2 separate regions of the Anas platyrhynchos genome follow, and region 2 is linked to region 1. The links are chromatin contacts, called in public Hi-C maps. All regions are on one chromosome and are shown on one strand. The core of a region is the stretch at or near the end of the contact, and the rest is flanking DNA. Distances in the headings are between cores, read along the strand shown.

Region 1 (7,069 bases), core at 2,284-4,783:
AAAAACAGTAAGACAAGCTGTACTCTCTTTATGGCTTTCTTTAAGATACTGCTGCTGCCATAAATGCAGAGAACATCAGGATGGATGTAAATACACTATTTTCATAATTATTTGTTCTTTGTAATGTACCAAACCTTCCTTGAGCACCTGATAACTCAAGAGTAGGTAAACATATTCGTATTGGAAAGTTTTTTGAAACAAACATCAATATGAAAGTCTTATCTGACTCTTCAGTTTTATTTTTTCAGCTTTGAGCATCGAATCTGTATGATTGGCTGAACTTCTGAAGTTTACTTAGCACAGTTCAAGCTTTAATTCTGAGATCTTTACTTGTGCAAGTGATACAGTCTATTTTCTTCTGCCAAACATTTTTTATCTGGCACTTTCACATTTTAAGTATTTGGCCAGACATTAAGACTATTCTTATCAAGAGTTGGACAGGCATTTTTCTTTTAACCTGTTTAAAAAAACATCTACTGTGAACCAAGACAGGCTTGTCAAGCAGGTTTCTTAGGCTGAAACTCTTCAGTCAGAATCCAGTTTCAGATTTAAGACATCTGAATTCAGGTATGTGCATGGAGCTAGGTGTTCAAACTTCGACTACAATCAGCAGAGCTGGAGAGTCACTCCAGACAAGATCCTGTAACCCTAAACATCAGCATTTGAGATTTCCTAGGTATCTAGGTATACCTTTCATCTCCCCTAGTAGCATGAATTGAACTCTCTGTTCCTTGATGAGCCATCCACTCACTGCAGCAGAATTTTATACACTTGTACAGGTGCACACATACATACCTGAATTTCTATCTTAATCATGTCAACTGTCTACGTCTACTACCCGTGGGAACATATGAAAAGAAAATGAAGTCCCATATTCATCTTAAGTATGCACAGGTGTCCTGGTTTTGGCTGGAAGACCGTTTTCTTCATAGTAGCTGGTATGGTGCTCTGTTTTGGATTTGTGATGAAAGCAATGGTGATAACACATCAGTATTTTAGCTGCTGCAGAGCAGTGCTTACACTAAGCCAAGGACGTTTCAGCTTCTCACACCGCCTTGCAAGCAAGCAGGCTAGGATGCAAAAGAAGCTGGGAGGAGACACAGCCAGGACAGCTGACCCAAACTGGCCAAAGGGATGTCCCACACCACAGGGTGTCATGCTCAGCTATGGAACTGGGAGGAGTTGGCTAGGGGTGAGCTGCAATTACTTGGGGACAGGCTGGGCATCATTTGGCTGGTGGTGAGTAATTGTGTTGGCACCAACTTTTTCTCCCCTCCCCTCCCTCTTCTTTCTTTCCCATTAAACTGTCTTCATCACAACCCACGAGTTCTCACATTTTACATTTTTCAATTCCCTCCCCTCATCCTACTGGGGAGGGAGGGAGGGAGCAGACTGCTCGGTGGTGTTTAGCTGCCTGCTGGGTTAAACCACACTGTGAAATGTAGGGAAAATTGCATTTGGATTTTCCAGTCATGAGTAAAATCAGTTGAAATACTGTTAAAATAATAGTTAAAACAAACTTTCTCTTTTCATCAGACACCTCTCAATCTGCACAGCCTTTCAGTGAATCAAGAGATGCCCTGCTGCAAGGACTCAGTACCTTCAGATGCTGCCCATCTGGTCCCATGAAATTGTACGGTTTATCTCAAGTAATTCCTGACTCAATCCTCACCCACTGCTGATAATTCATCTCCTTCCTCAACCCCTTCACTAAGCATAGAAGCAAAGTTGGCACCAAGCACCTCCGACGTATCTGGGTCTGCTGTCACTGAATTGCCAGCCCCACTTAGTAGTGGGTCCACACTTTCCTTGTTCTGCCAACCTAGCAACAGATGTGCTTCTTGCTGCCCTTGCAAATCTCAGCTTCAGCTGAGCTCTGGCTTTCCTGACACCACCCAGATGCACCCAATCAATGTTGCTATATTCCCCCTTTTCAGTCTATCCTTGATTCCACCTCCTGTATACTTTTTTTTCCCCCCTCTTGGAGCTCCATCATGAACTCCCTGCTCAGCCAAGTCAGCCTGCTGATCAGTCTACCTATTTTCCTGAGCACCAGGATGGACTGTTCATATGCTCAGAGGATGCTGTTAAAGGACTGTGAGCTTTCCCTTGCCTTTTAAGCTGCCTTCCATGAGCTCCCCACCAACTAGTTTCTTGAATACTCTGTTCAAGGTCTGTGCTCTGTTACCTTCTGCCTCAGTTCACTCACGAAATTTGAATGAGAAATACCACCTCTGTTTTCTAACCTCAATTCTTTGGCTACTTCTTCCTCTACACAACTACAGCAAGTTGTTTGTTGTTGTTGTTTTTTTTTCCCCCAACAATACTATGGCATTTAGGAAAAGCTATCTTTTGCTCTTTTCTCTTTCCCTACCCCAACAAAACATGAGACATACTTGCTGACTACACTATGCTCTTATCAAAGCCAAATTCTAGGGCAACTTTCTAACAGAGGAAGTTCTATAGGTACAAATAGGTACTACACTTGTCCTCATTTTTTAACTAGTTTTAGTATCATAAGGTAGGATTATTTTTCTTGATATTTCATTGATCGTTCCTCCTCACTTCCAAGTCTCTCCATGAGCCTGATGGATGTTACCCATAAATCCTAAATCAATGCTCTTTCCTAGTTCCCTTTTAATTTAGCTTATTTTATTTGTTTTTAATTTCCAGTCTACATATCAAAATGGGTTTAAATGGACATCTTCATTTCTTCTCAGAGTGTCTACACTCAAGTTCATACAGAAAGAAGGGCTTAAGGGCTTTTCTTCTCCAGGATCAGACAGACTGCACATTCTTTGGCCAATAAGGGAGAAATTCTTGTCTCTTAACAATATTGCCATTCTGCTCTGCCAAGCATTTAAAACTGCATTCCTTTGAGAGACTGTTTCTTCTTTATAGAACAGTATCTAGGATTCAAATTCAATCCAAATTTCTTTAAAAAGGACAGCTAACAAAATTTATACCTCAAACATACACTGGTTTTACTGATCACTGTCGCAGAGGTTGGAGGAACCACAGAGCTGCCTCTGAACAAGGTGTATGGTAATGTAAATGTACGTGAGGAAATAAAGGAAACTGCACCCAAGGAAGACTTCTGTCACTACTAAACATGAGGAAAAAACTGTAATTACTCAGACTTCTTCATAAAAATAGCATTTCTAAGATTCCAGTTTTGGAGCTTAATTGAGAAAGAAGCTTGTGGATTCACTTCAGGTCATTTCTGCAGAGTCCAAGGACTTCTCTCTATGTATTTTTATTTTTTAATCTCAAAAAGGAAAAGTTTAAACATCTCACCAGCTCCAGGAACATTTAAGAAGTTTGTTGTTTTTTAATTTTTTTTTTTAAATCTATTCTTACAAAAATTACCCCCTACCAGTAAGACTATCTAATACACAACTCTTAGATGTTGCAAACACATACGCGTGCACTTTTGAGCCAGAAAAAAAGCTATCATGCAGACTTTATGATCGTGGTGAAAGGTTGCCCAAATATGACAAAAGAATAACTCTTGGCAAAAGGGGAAGGTCTCATCATCTTTATTATGTCTGTCTGAGATAATTTTCTTCTGAGTGGCTGGCGTGGTGCTGTGCTTTGGATTTAGGATGAGAATAACGCTGATAACACACTGATGTTTTACTTGTTGCAGAGCAGAGCTTACTGTAAGGCAAGCACTTTTCAGCTTCTTGTGCTGCCCTGCCAGCAAGGAGGCTGGGGGTGCATCAGGAGCTGGGATGGGACACAGCCAGGACAGCTGGCCCGAGTGACCAAAGGGATATCCCGTACCATATGGTGTCATGCTTGCTCAGCAATTAAACTGGGGGGGTTGGCCACACTGCTGCTCAGGGACAGACTGGGAATGAGTTGGCATGTGGTGAGCAATTGCATTGTGCATCACTTGGTTTGTATATATATTTTCCCCTCTTTTTCTGTCCTATTAAACTGTCTTCATCTCATCCCCTGAGTTTTACCTTTTTTCCTATTCTCTCCCTAGTCCCACTAGAGGGAAGTGAACAAATGGCTCAGTGCTTAGCTGCCTGCTGTGGTTAAACCACAGCATCCCCAAATGTGGAAACAACAGGTGGAGAGAGGAGGGTAAAAGAAAATGCAGAATGAAGATCTGACAGCCAGGGAACACAGCAACTAAATAGTCTAGGAAGAGCAGGCAGAAAAATGCAGACTGAAAACAGATTAGAAGACAGCTGAGAAAAGGAAATGGGACTCAGAAATTAGTATACAAATAAGATAATAAATCTGTGAACATCTACAATTTTACTGGAATCCACCTTTACTGAAAGCAAAGGAATGGGCGAATTCAGAAATAGCTACAAACCCACTGAAACCACAGATGAGTCCCATTCCACAGAGTCCTGGTATGTGCAGAGGATGAAGGCAACAGGCTACCAGCTACACCATATCAAATACTAGAAGCTGACAGCTGTGTGACAATTGCGTGGGTCTCCATATGGTGCTCTATGATGAATTTTGTATTTGAGGAGTCTGGAAAATTATGTGCAAAAAAGTAAGTTTATCACAGCATACATAAGCAAGGCAGTATTTGAGGGGAAAAGGTAACGTTCTTTTATTAGAACTGCTGGTATACACGCGAAAGAAACTGAAGCCCTTCTTCAGGTCCAAAATAGAAAACGCAATCTCCCAAGCTAAATTTAAACGGAGAACAAGTATGCTCTGTGTTTAAAAAGACCCAATACATCTAGAGCAAACCTCAAACATTTCCAAAGTACAGTCTATCTTGCTAAGAGTTATGTACCCAGTATGTGCGATCAAGGCTTTCCCCACAGCTAGTGAAAGCAGGGGAAGGAGAGAAGATTCGGCCAAAAGGTTGCCAATTTTACCCAGATGGTATGAATTGCTTTTTGGGGGCTGGAGTCTCAATTTACATAACTGATCTCCCTCGTTTACATAAGACCTACGCACTGAAACAGTGGGTGAGATTAATTCCACCCAAGCTACTTGACTTTGCAACCCTTCTGTCTCTGGATGCTTTATTTTTTCCACACACGTACAAACACACATTTTTACAGTACAGTTAGAAATAAAGTGATTAACCTCAGATATATTACCTCCTCTGTATCAGGAGTTGCTGGGTTTCACTGCTACACACCACAGACCACTGGATTGTATTTGCAATATACAAGCTAGTAATACAAATAAAGTATTCCCAACTGTGCTACTGAAGTAAGAACATCTCCATTGCCAATGCAACCGTACAGCATCAATTCTCACATCCCACAAGGCAATCTGGCACAGCTAGCAGCAAGACCAGAATTTCTGAAGCTCACCCATCTTCTTTAACTTGCATATTGGACAATACAGCACACGTTCTCCAATGAGTATGTGCATAAAGCTATAAATATCTCCTCTAGAAGCTTTCTATTTCTTTTTCCCAGTATAATAGAAGGTATTACCTGAGATCAATAAAGCTTTAAATAACAGGCAAAGACAGCCCCATTGGAAGTAGCTATTTTTCTTACATTAAGATTCCAGGAGGATGTTACAGGTTAAGATCCTCGAATAAGACCTCAAATATTTATGTGAAAGGTTGTCATAAAAAAAAATAAATAAAAAAAATTGGATTCAGAATGTATGTTATATATTGATGTCCCAGAGCTGTACTTCTCTGAATACCAAGGCACTGTAAGATTGATCTAAATGGACATGGAAGAACAAGTAACAATTAGAGGAGCTTTGGAAACTTTTACTCCCCAAGGAATTCAAACCTTTCACTTTGTAAAATTACTTGTTAATATTTAAAAACAATACTGTTACTTCATATTTGATTAAGGAGAAACAAAACATTTAAGATTATTAAAGAAAAAACAAAAGCTAACTAAAGTTGTACAAATAAGCTTGAAGCTGCACTGCATTAGGCTGAACTAGTTGTAGATATATATGACAAAGCTTCTTCAGATAAAGGTTGTCTTCTGTCCTCTGTAAACTGATGTAGCAGCAAGCATTCTGCTCATGTAGAGCATGAAGAGCAGCTCTAACAGCAGTTTCTGTTTTTTCAGCAGTTTTCATGGCATTCATGCTTGTACTACCTCTGACTTGGTTTCGTTATACCACAATTCCAGATGTCTAATTTTTAGTTTCTATTTTTTAAAACTACACTACATTAAAAGATTAAATATCCAAAGCTCTGGGTATAGTAAGTATTATATAAGAATGTTATCAAGGAAATCCATTAATTACTTTAGAACCAAATAAAACCATCAAAAACAAAGAAGTCTCCTAACATAGACTTCATTCACGTAGTATGGTGTGAATAGACAGCTATTGCCATCTCCTCAAAAAAGCAAAAGCTCTTGCAAATTTGTTAACTGTTAACCTACCCTATACCAAAAATCAAGAGGAAAAAAAAAACAAGCACAAAAGATCCATGGACCTAATTATTCCTCTACATTTGCCTTTACAAATTTATTCTATGCAAGATCATATCCCAGTCAGACAATCTCAGAAGGTAGTATTTTCTCTCATTGAAAAATTCTGGATCTTATTGTTTACTGTAGAAACAGAGCTGTCAAAGAATTTAAATAATTCAAAATTATACACGTACCTCATTTTCACTTTTTCTTCTAGCTCAGAACTGCTAAAAAAAATGCCTTCCTTCACACAAACATGTTTAGGGAAAAAGCACATGATGCTTTAGCAGAGAGGGTAATTTTTCAGTACTTTCCTGAACCATTACCTTAGGATGAAGACACGAGTGATATCTGAGAAAATATAATCAGAAAACTTCAGTTGTAAAGTATTTTCTTCATCTTTTGAGTTGACACTTGTATGCTCCTGCTGAAAACTTCAATAAAGCAGAATCATTGCCATTTGTACTTCATATTGAGACACAAGCATCCACCTCTACTCATCCTCATGAGGATAAAAAGGATCGGCATAACTGTGTGCTAGCTAGTGCATGTAAAATTCTGCTGATGCATCAGAAGGAATGGGCTAGCATTGGTTTTCACAACAGAGCAGAAGAAACCTCTTGATGTAGCTCATTAACTAAAAAATGTGCACATGTGCTTACATATGCATTTCTGTATGGCTCTGT
Region 2 (7,069 bases), core at 2,928-5,427, 62 kb after region 1:
AAGCCGACGTTCCGGTTGCCAGCAGCCAGCTCACGAAGTTACCCCGAGCTCGAGGATGGAGGAGGCTGGGGTGCCTTCCAGCAGCTGCCCGCCAGCTCCAGCTCAAGCAACTGCACAGCCGAGCAGCTGCTCTCTTCCTAAGCACTAAGCTCAACGTAAAGCTGGTGCACTGCAGGTGATTCAGAGCCTGATAGGCACCCCTAGAAAATTATCAGCTCCATGGGAACCAAATAAAAATAAATGAACCCGTATCAATACCGCAAAGCCAACTTCCAAGAGTTTGAGAGCCACGGGTTCCTGTCTCAAATACAAGGGCTTTATAAATGGCTGCTAGATGGCAAGAACAAACAAAGCACAGCTCTAACAAACTAAGCTAAATAAGAACCTTCCACCATAAAATAAAATAATAATAATAAAAAACTTCAAGTGTTAACCATTTCTCTGAATTCTCTAGGAACGTACAATTCCTACAACCCAGTAGGACTTTTCAATGTTGACACCTAACCGTGAAGAAAAGGCTGGGGGGGGTTGCTTTCCTATTCAAGCTCCAAGATTTATTTTTTCTTTTTTTGCACATTGAATAGTTGAATAAATATTTGATTCTACTGAGCCACATCCTCCCCTACCTTCAGTTGAATGGAGCAGTGTTACCATTAACAGCCGTATTTCCATAGTCATCTGCAAGAAAAGATTAACAGAGGCAGCGATACAATTCGGCAGAATAATGGAGCCCTGTGTGGCTGGCATAACTGTGATTCAGCTACGAATTGATTCGCGCTTTGTTTTTTCAGAGGCTAAATTTGGTGGGGGGCTTTATTTTTATTTTTAAGTATTGCCAGGCAACCGTTTCTCAGGAGTGCCACCTTCCTTCTTCCAAAATAAATGTCAATGTTAAATTAAGCTATGCTATTATTTAAAAGGCATTGGGAAAAGGGTTAATTTTCAAGACGTTAAGGGGCAATTCCAGCACAAGAAGGCTCAACCTGCTCAGATTTGAAGGACAAGCCTGAAGGCAAGCTAGAACACCGACATCTCTTCTGAAATAACAATAGAAAACTGGATCTCATTGCACTAAAGCTAGAATTAAAAGCTTCTGGAGACCTAAACATTCCAGCATCACAGTCAAGCGTTATGGAAAGTCATCGTGTATTAACTGTAACTGTTTATTCCATGCACATTTTCCTCATTTTAAGAGGAATAAAGTCCAACGCAATGGATTATTTTCAATTCCACTGCACCTAGACATAACTTAGGTGCCAGCCCTTTGGATGAAGAGAGAAGCAGAGCACAACTCTGACTTGAAAGCCCGTACATTCAGGTGGTTATTCTTGCTGAAAATAACCCAGGGACACAGGCAAGGCAGCTCTTGGCAGGCTAGCTTATTCCTACAGGGTTCTCATGGTTGCCTCAGAGAAGGGAAGAAAAAAAGAAAACGTGGGCAGCTGTGCGCACCCACAATGTTCCTACAGCAGCAAAGTTTAAGGCACGCAGAACCTTTTAAATTTATTTTGGCCCCTTGTGGTGCTTTCAGGATAATTATGAATTATTTCACTATCTTATTTAGCACAGTCATAGAGAAATACACTGAGATTGTCATGTAATATACTGAGATTGTCACATAAACAACAACAACAAAAAGCTTAGGCTTTTTATCTAGGTGGACACACCAGCATTGTGAACATCCACAAGATCAACATTTCTCCTTCATTGATATTTAATATTATTAAACTGGGCAGACTCAGCAAGAGGGCTGATGTTCTAATAAGTACACCCAGAAAGCCATTATGTATTGTTTTAATACTCATTTTAATTTATAGCGTGAAATTAATTCTCCCTGCTTCTGATGCAGAAAGCTGTTATTACTATTCACAAACAAATCCCTTTGCACCAAGACATGAAGGTACAACCCTTGAATTGTCTGGTAAAACAAACAGAGGTGGAAGAGAACAAAGAGTGGCCTTCAAGACAGAATTCTGCATTCAGAAACAGGAAATAAACTCTATTCCTCATTATATCCCATACATTCTTTAGCTATAGCACATCACTGGCCATTCTCTCGCCTTGATCTCCTGATGTGGAAATTAAGATGAAAGCCTAGAGCTGTTCAGCTTAGCTCATGAATGTAGTGCTAAAATTCTCTAAAATCCTCAAAAATAAGTTATGACAAATGCACGCCATTCTTGTTCTGTTCACATGATGAGCACATAGAGCCTTCACACACCTTCCACATCAGCCCATTTTCAGAGCAGATCCACGTTTGTGCTCTGCTCTGATTAACCACGGATGCTCCAAAAAAAATCTCATAAATACGAGCTCATACCTTGTCCAGAATTTAAGTAATACCTAGGAAAACTGCTGTTTTTTCTATCTTCCAGATGTCTACTGCTGAGCATTGTGTGTTCCAGAGAGCACGCTAACGCTTACACGCGCATGGTTTTCGAGAGCGTCCATATATAGGCAGCATTATAAATAGCTATTTTTATAATGGAGGAGAACTGGCTTTTCATATAGGAGAGAGAGCCTCCTGCATATAGAAATTGTTCTCTTATTCCACCTTGTTCTTGCAGCCTCAGCTCGCCTCCCACTCACACAGCCCTGCTGCACACAACAGAAATAGCCACTGCCAGTGTCAAACCGCGCTAGTACTACAGCTAACTGGACCAGCTCTCCAATAATAGTTTCCAACAGGCTAACCCAAACCTCTTTATTATAAAGACATTTTCTTCACAGCAACCGTGCATTTTTTTAATGTTTTCCTGTGGCTATTTCACTGCAGAAAGACTTATGAAATTGATATTCTCGAGGGCTTTGTTAAGAGTGCAGAGCTACAGTAAACATTTCAATACCTGAACCTCAAAGGGCATTTTCTCCTCATTATTTTTGGGCTAAACTAGAAGGATCCACGTAGAGCGTTAAAACAGAACTGCAATTTCTTTGTTTAAACACCTCCAGCTTTAAGAAACGAGGCAGAATGTACCACCTGCAACGCTAACAGGTTTGATAAAACTGATTGCAAAGTGAGACAAAAGGAAGGAAGCAAAATGAACTTCTGGGTTTAGATTTGGTTTTGGAGGCTGACACGATAAAAATACCTGACATGGAGCAACACCGTATATCAGATTCGCTGAAGCTGTTGACGTTCCAATAACGCTGGCCGTGAGATGTAATACTTGGAAGTGAGATGTAATATGTATATATTAAACGTGTGTGGTTTTAAGCGATGCTGGCTGCTCTCAGCCGCAGGTCTCAGCCCTGACAGCAAGGAGCCCAAGCAGCCCTAGGTGCAAGACACGGGTGTAGCACTCGCATCTTGCAGCAAGCGATCGCTGCTGCTTCTACGCTGCCCCTTTCCTCCTCGCTCCTTCCCCCAGCCTCGCATGCAGTGCAGCTCCCCTGCACCTCAGCAACACCCAAGGCACCTCAGCATCGCCACGACCCCCACACAACCCTGAGCAAAAGCCGCATTTTGGGGGGAAACCCTGACAAATAAGGCTGGGAGGGGGCTCCCAGAGGTGTCCTCTGCCCCATACCCATCCACAGGCACCCCAATTAAGGGGATTAAGGGGGGGGGGGGGTTCCCCATCCCCATCCCCAAATTGAGCCATTTCCCACAGGCTGCCCCCAGCTGCGTGGGCGCGATGGCAGCAGGCGATACACCTCCGCCGCTCGGTCCACCTATTAAAATGGCGCTCCGTGCTCCTACTCCGGGCAGGTAGATTTTATATATATATAAAAATAGCCTTTTTTTCATTTTTTTTTATTTTTTTTTTATTTTTCCCCCCTCCTCTCCTCCCTGCCGCACGCACAAAAGCAGCCCAGCCCCTCCAACGGCTCTGGCTGAGGCGTTGAGCGGCCGTTTAACGGCCGGGGCGTTACCCCCAACACCCCCCCCAATTTTGGGGGAAAAAATCCCCCCAACGCCCCCCGGGGATGGCGAACGGCAGCGGGCAGCGCCGCTCAGCTCCAGCCACGGAGCCACTACCCCGGCAGCCGGCGGGGCTGGCAGCCGGCAGCTCGCTCCCCCAGCCCGCACCCCTACCTCGCTCCGGTTCCGCTCCGGATCGGCGCCGGCTCCGCCGCTCCCCTCACAGCCCCGCCGCCGCCGCCGCCGCCGCCCCTTGGCCGCGCTCCCCCCGCCTCTCAACGCAAGCCGCTAGCCGCCCCGCCCCGCCCCCGCGCCCGGATTGACGGCTCGCTCCACCAATAGCAGGGCGGGGAGCCGGTCCCAAGCCCCGCCCTCTGTAAATTTCCACCAATGGGAGCTGGCCGTCAGCCTGCCACCGCTGCCGCCGCCTCTCCCCTCAGCCTTCCCGGCAGGCTCGGGTGGCGGGCGGCTGCCGGGCAACGGCCGCGGGGCCGGGCTGGGGACGGGGGACAACGGACAGGGGACAGGGACAAGGGACAAGGACAAGGGACAGGGACAGGGCTGGGGACGTGGACAAGTGACAAGTGACAGGGACAAGTGACAGGGGCAGGAACAGGGGCAGCAGTGATCCCAGCATCCTTACCCATAATCATAACTCAAAAATTTAAATTGAATTTAAATAAAGATATAACCCTACTGACTAAATGTAATAAGTGTGCTACCCGTGTTCGCACTCTGTACATCACCAACGCCTGTTGTGGTCCTTAATCGCTCCCCTCCGCCTGTGCTGGCTCCAGGACGGGAGGCAGTGGTGCTACCGGTTACAAACGAAGATAAACGACTTAACGCTCAAAAATAACGAACTGAGCTTCCGGTGACATATGCTAGCAATTAAAGCAATTTTATTTTTTTCTCTTCTATGCGTGTGTCTCGTCGTTTTCATGTGAGGCCAGATTGTAAGCGACGTGGTGGTGCGTGTCGAGTTCCTGTGAGAACAAGGAGACAGGAGCGTGGCTGTGGCAAAGTCTGAGGGGATTTTTTTGTTAAAACTCCACAAAAACCATTTTATTTTCCTACAGTGCTTCTCACAAGTAACCATATTCACACACTGACATGCTGTTGTTACTATTTTTACTGAGAGCTGCCTGGGTTTGGGTGTTTCTCACAATAAGCTGCGTGATAGAGCGGATAAAATGCTTTGTAAGAAACCTTCGTCTTGAGCTCTGCTTTAACAAGGCCAAAGTTTACATGCCAGAAATCAGATATCACAGCCCACTTGTCTTCTGGGTTTCTTCAATATATTCATAATAACATTGTTCTCCCTCGCCTTGTGGTTATGACAGAAATGTCAGAGCACAACAGCTCTTTGTTTACTGCCTCCAAGAGCTCGAGGCTCATTTCACGCAGCCAAAAAGACGGAATTTTCTAAGGTGAACCCTTGCCAATCAGGCATGGGTGTGGAGCTCAAGCCCCTTTCTTCTGACATGTGTCATGGTCTATAATGAAGGTTTTCTTGTGAGAAGCTGGGCTAGACTCCACCAAGTCACTAAAATAGGAAAAATGACTCTGAATATATGATATATATGAATATAAATATCATATATATATTATATATAGAGAGAGAGAGTCATAATATATATATGACTCTGAATACAAATAAGAAGTGGGTCTCATTCATAATAAGATGCTGTTTTTAGGCATTTTTCCTATACAAAGGAGAGGAAAATGCCCAAGTTTGGACCACCTAAGTGTCACTTTTTCAGGGACTCCAGATTGGGGCATGGAGTGATCGAGGCCAGAGACAAATGCATGAAGAAGGCAGCCAGATTGCCCCGGTTCCTTCTTTGGTCCCACAGGCGCTAGCTGGCTTCGTGTCAGGTTGGCCATCCCACACAGATCGGAGCGGTCTGATCCATTCTGCTGGAAATGGCGTGAAGTGCCAGGCACGTGCCTCCTCGAGGAGCCTGCACGGGTCACTGCACCAGCGGCAGGCATACTGGATCGATGGCTACACGACATTACACAGCCTCGGCAGCAAGGGGCTGCTCACCAGCTGCATCCCTGCCACGCCACTGGCACTTGCAGCCAGGTGATGGACGCAAGCATCGATGGGCGTACGGGGAGAGGCATGAGGATATCAAGTGGGCAGCACTGGCCGTACAGCCCCGACAGGTGTAAACATAAATGCACGGAGCAAAAGGGGAGCGGAGCATTTTAGAGGAGTTTTTACACAGAAAAAAAAAAAAAATATCAATGGGAGTTTTGCCTAGCTGGAAAGTGGAGAAATTGGCACACAGATAGGAGCAGATTATTCATTATTCTTGCTTGCAGTGACATTTCATTACATACAGAAGAAACAAAAACCGTGAAGAAGTGAATAGATATTGTTTCTTTCCTAGGGTCTTGAGAGAAAACAATGCAACAAAAGGGAGTGATGCTGCTTTTATTATTACTCTCTACAAACTGGCTGTTGCTTTCCCAGGAACTATGCTCTCAGTTGAGCAAGCAGTAATTTAAAGAGTGTTTTGCCACAAATTTCCTATGCAGCATTGCATATTTAATAGGTGCAATAAAGGCTGACAGTCACAATTCTCAGGTGGTAGAGTTTGCTGTAACTGCGCTGACATCCTTTCACAAAGCTTTTCTTGAAATGTGTATTTTAAAATGTGTAATTTGCCAGTATTGCTCTTGAATGGGATCATTTCATTTCAAACACTGGGCTCACGATCAAAGAGTTATGGCTTTGTTCCTCTGCGTGATCATTTCCACGCAAGTTCTGCAAACTGATTTTTTCCTCCTCCGTTTGGTGGGTGCTGCAACCATCCTCCACCAACTTGGCAAGTGGGGCGCTCCCCAGGATCTGCCTGCTATGCATGTTTGTGGGGATTCAGCAGGGATGTAGGTTTTCTGGGCAGCCCCGTGGCAGAATTGCCCAGCTCTTCCAAACCCAACAGAGCCCTTCGGTAGGGGGGAAGTCACGTAAGCAATGGTGCCAGTCTGTAAGAAATAGTTTTAGTGTCGTGTTCAAGAAGGCTTGTTAAGGCTATGAAAAGTACCAGAGATCTAGAACTTACCTAATCTGCCTCTTAGTTTATAAATAGGCTTACAGTGCTTAGCCACCTGCTGTATACTCCTCTTATGCATTACCACTGCCCTTTCTTCTGGCTTCCTAAACGTATGTGGGTAGATTGCGAGATACGCATT

Evidence for each region. Hi-C and Micro-C count contacts between places; a contact is called where the count stands out from the background.
Region 2: a contact with region 1 is called in a Hi-C map of small yellow follicle, with 1.9 times the contacts expected there. The contact joins the promoter of CDKL5 here to the enhancer-like site in region 1. A contact is called at or near these places in 3 of 8 Hi-C or Micro-C datasets (F5 follicle, small yellow follicle and subcutaneous adipose tissue).

Annotation. Positions count from the first base shown.
Region 1 is chr1:127,243,343-127,250,411 of IASCAAS_PekinDuck_T2T, forward strand. All of the region lies in intron 3 of CDKL5 (cyclin dependent kinase like 5), which reads right to left. Among named protein-coding and RNA genes, the nearest start is that of CDKL5, 62 kb to the right of the region's middle. Within about 2 kb of position 3,534, at least 4 of the 8 cell types and tissues checked have an H3K27ac peak or open chromatin away from gene starts, as enhancers often do. A contact at or near this core is called in F5 follicle and small yellow follicle, where this site is marked.
Region 2 is chr1:127,304,737-127,311,805 of IASCAAS_PekinDuck_T2T, forward strand. CDKL5 (cyclin dependent kinase like 5) reads right to left here and starts at 4,178. Exons shown (of 18, transcript XM_072028940.1): 1 at 4,040-4,178.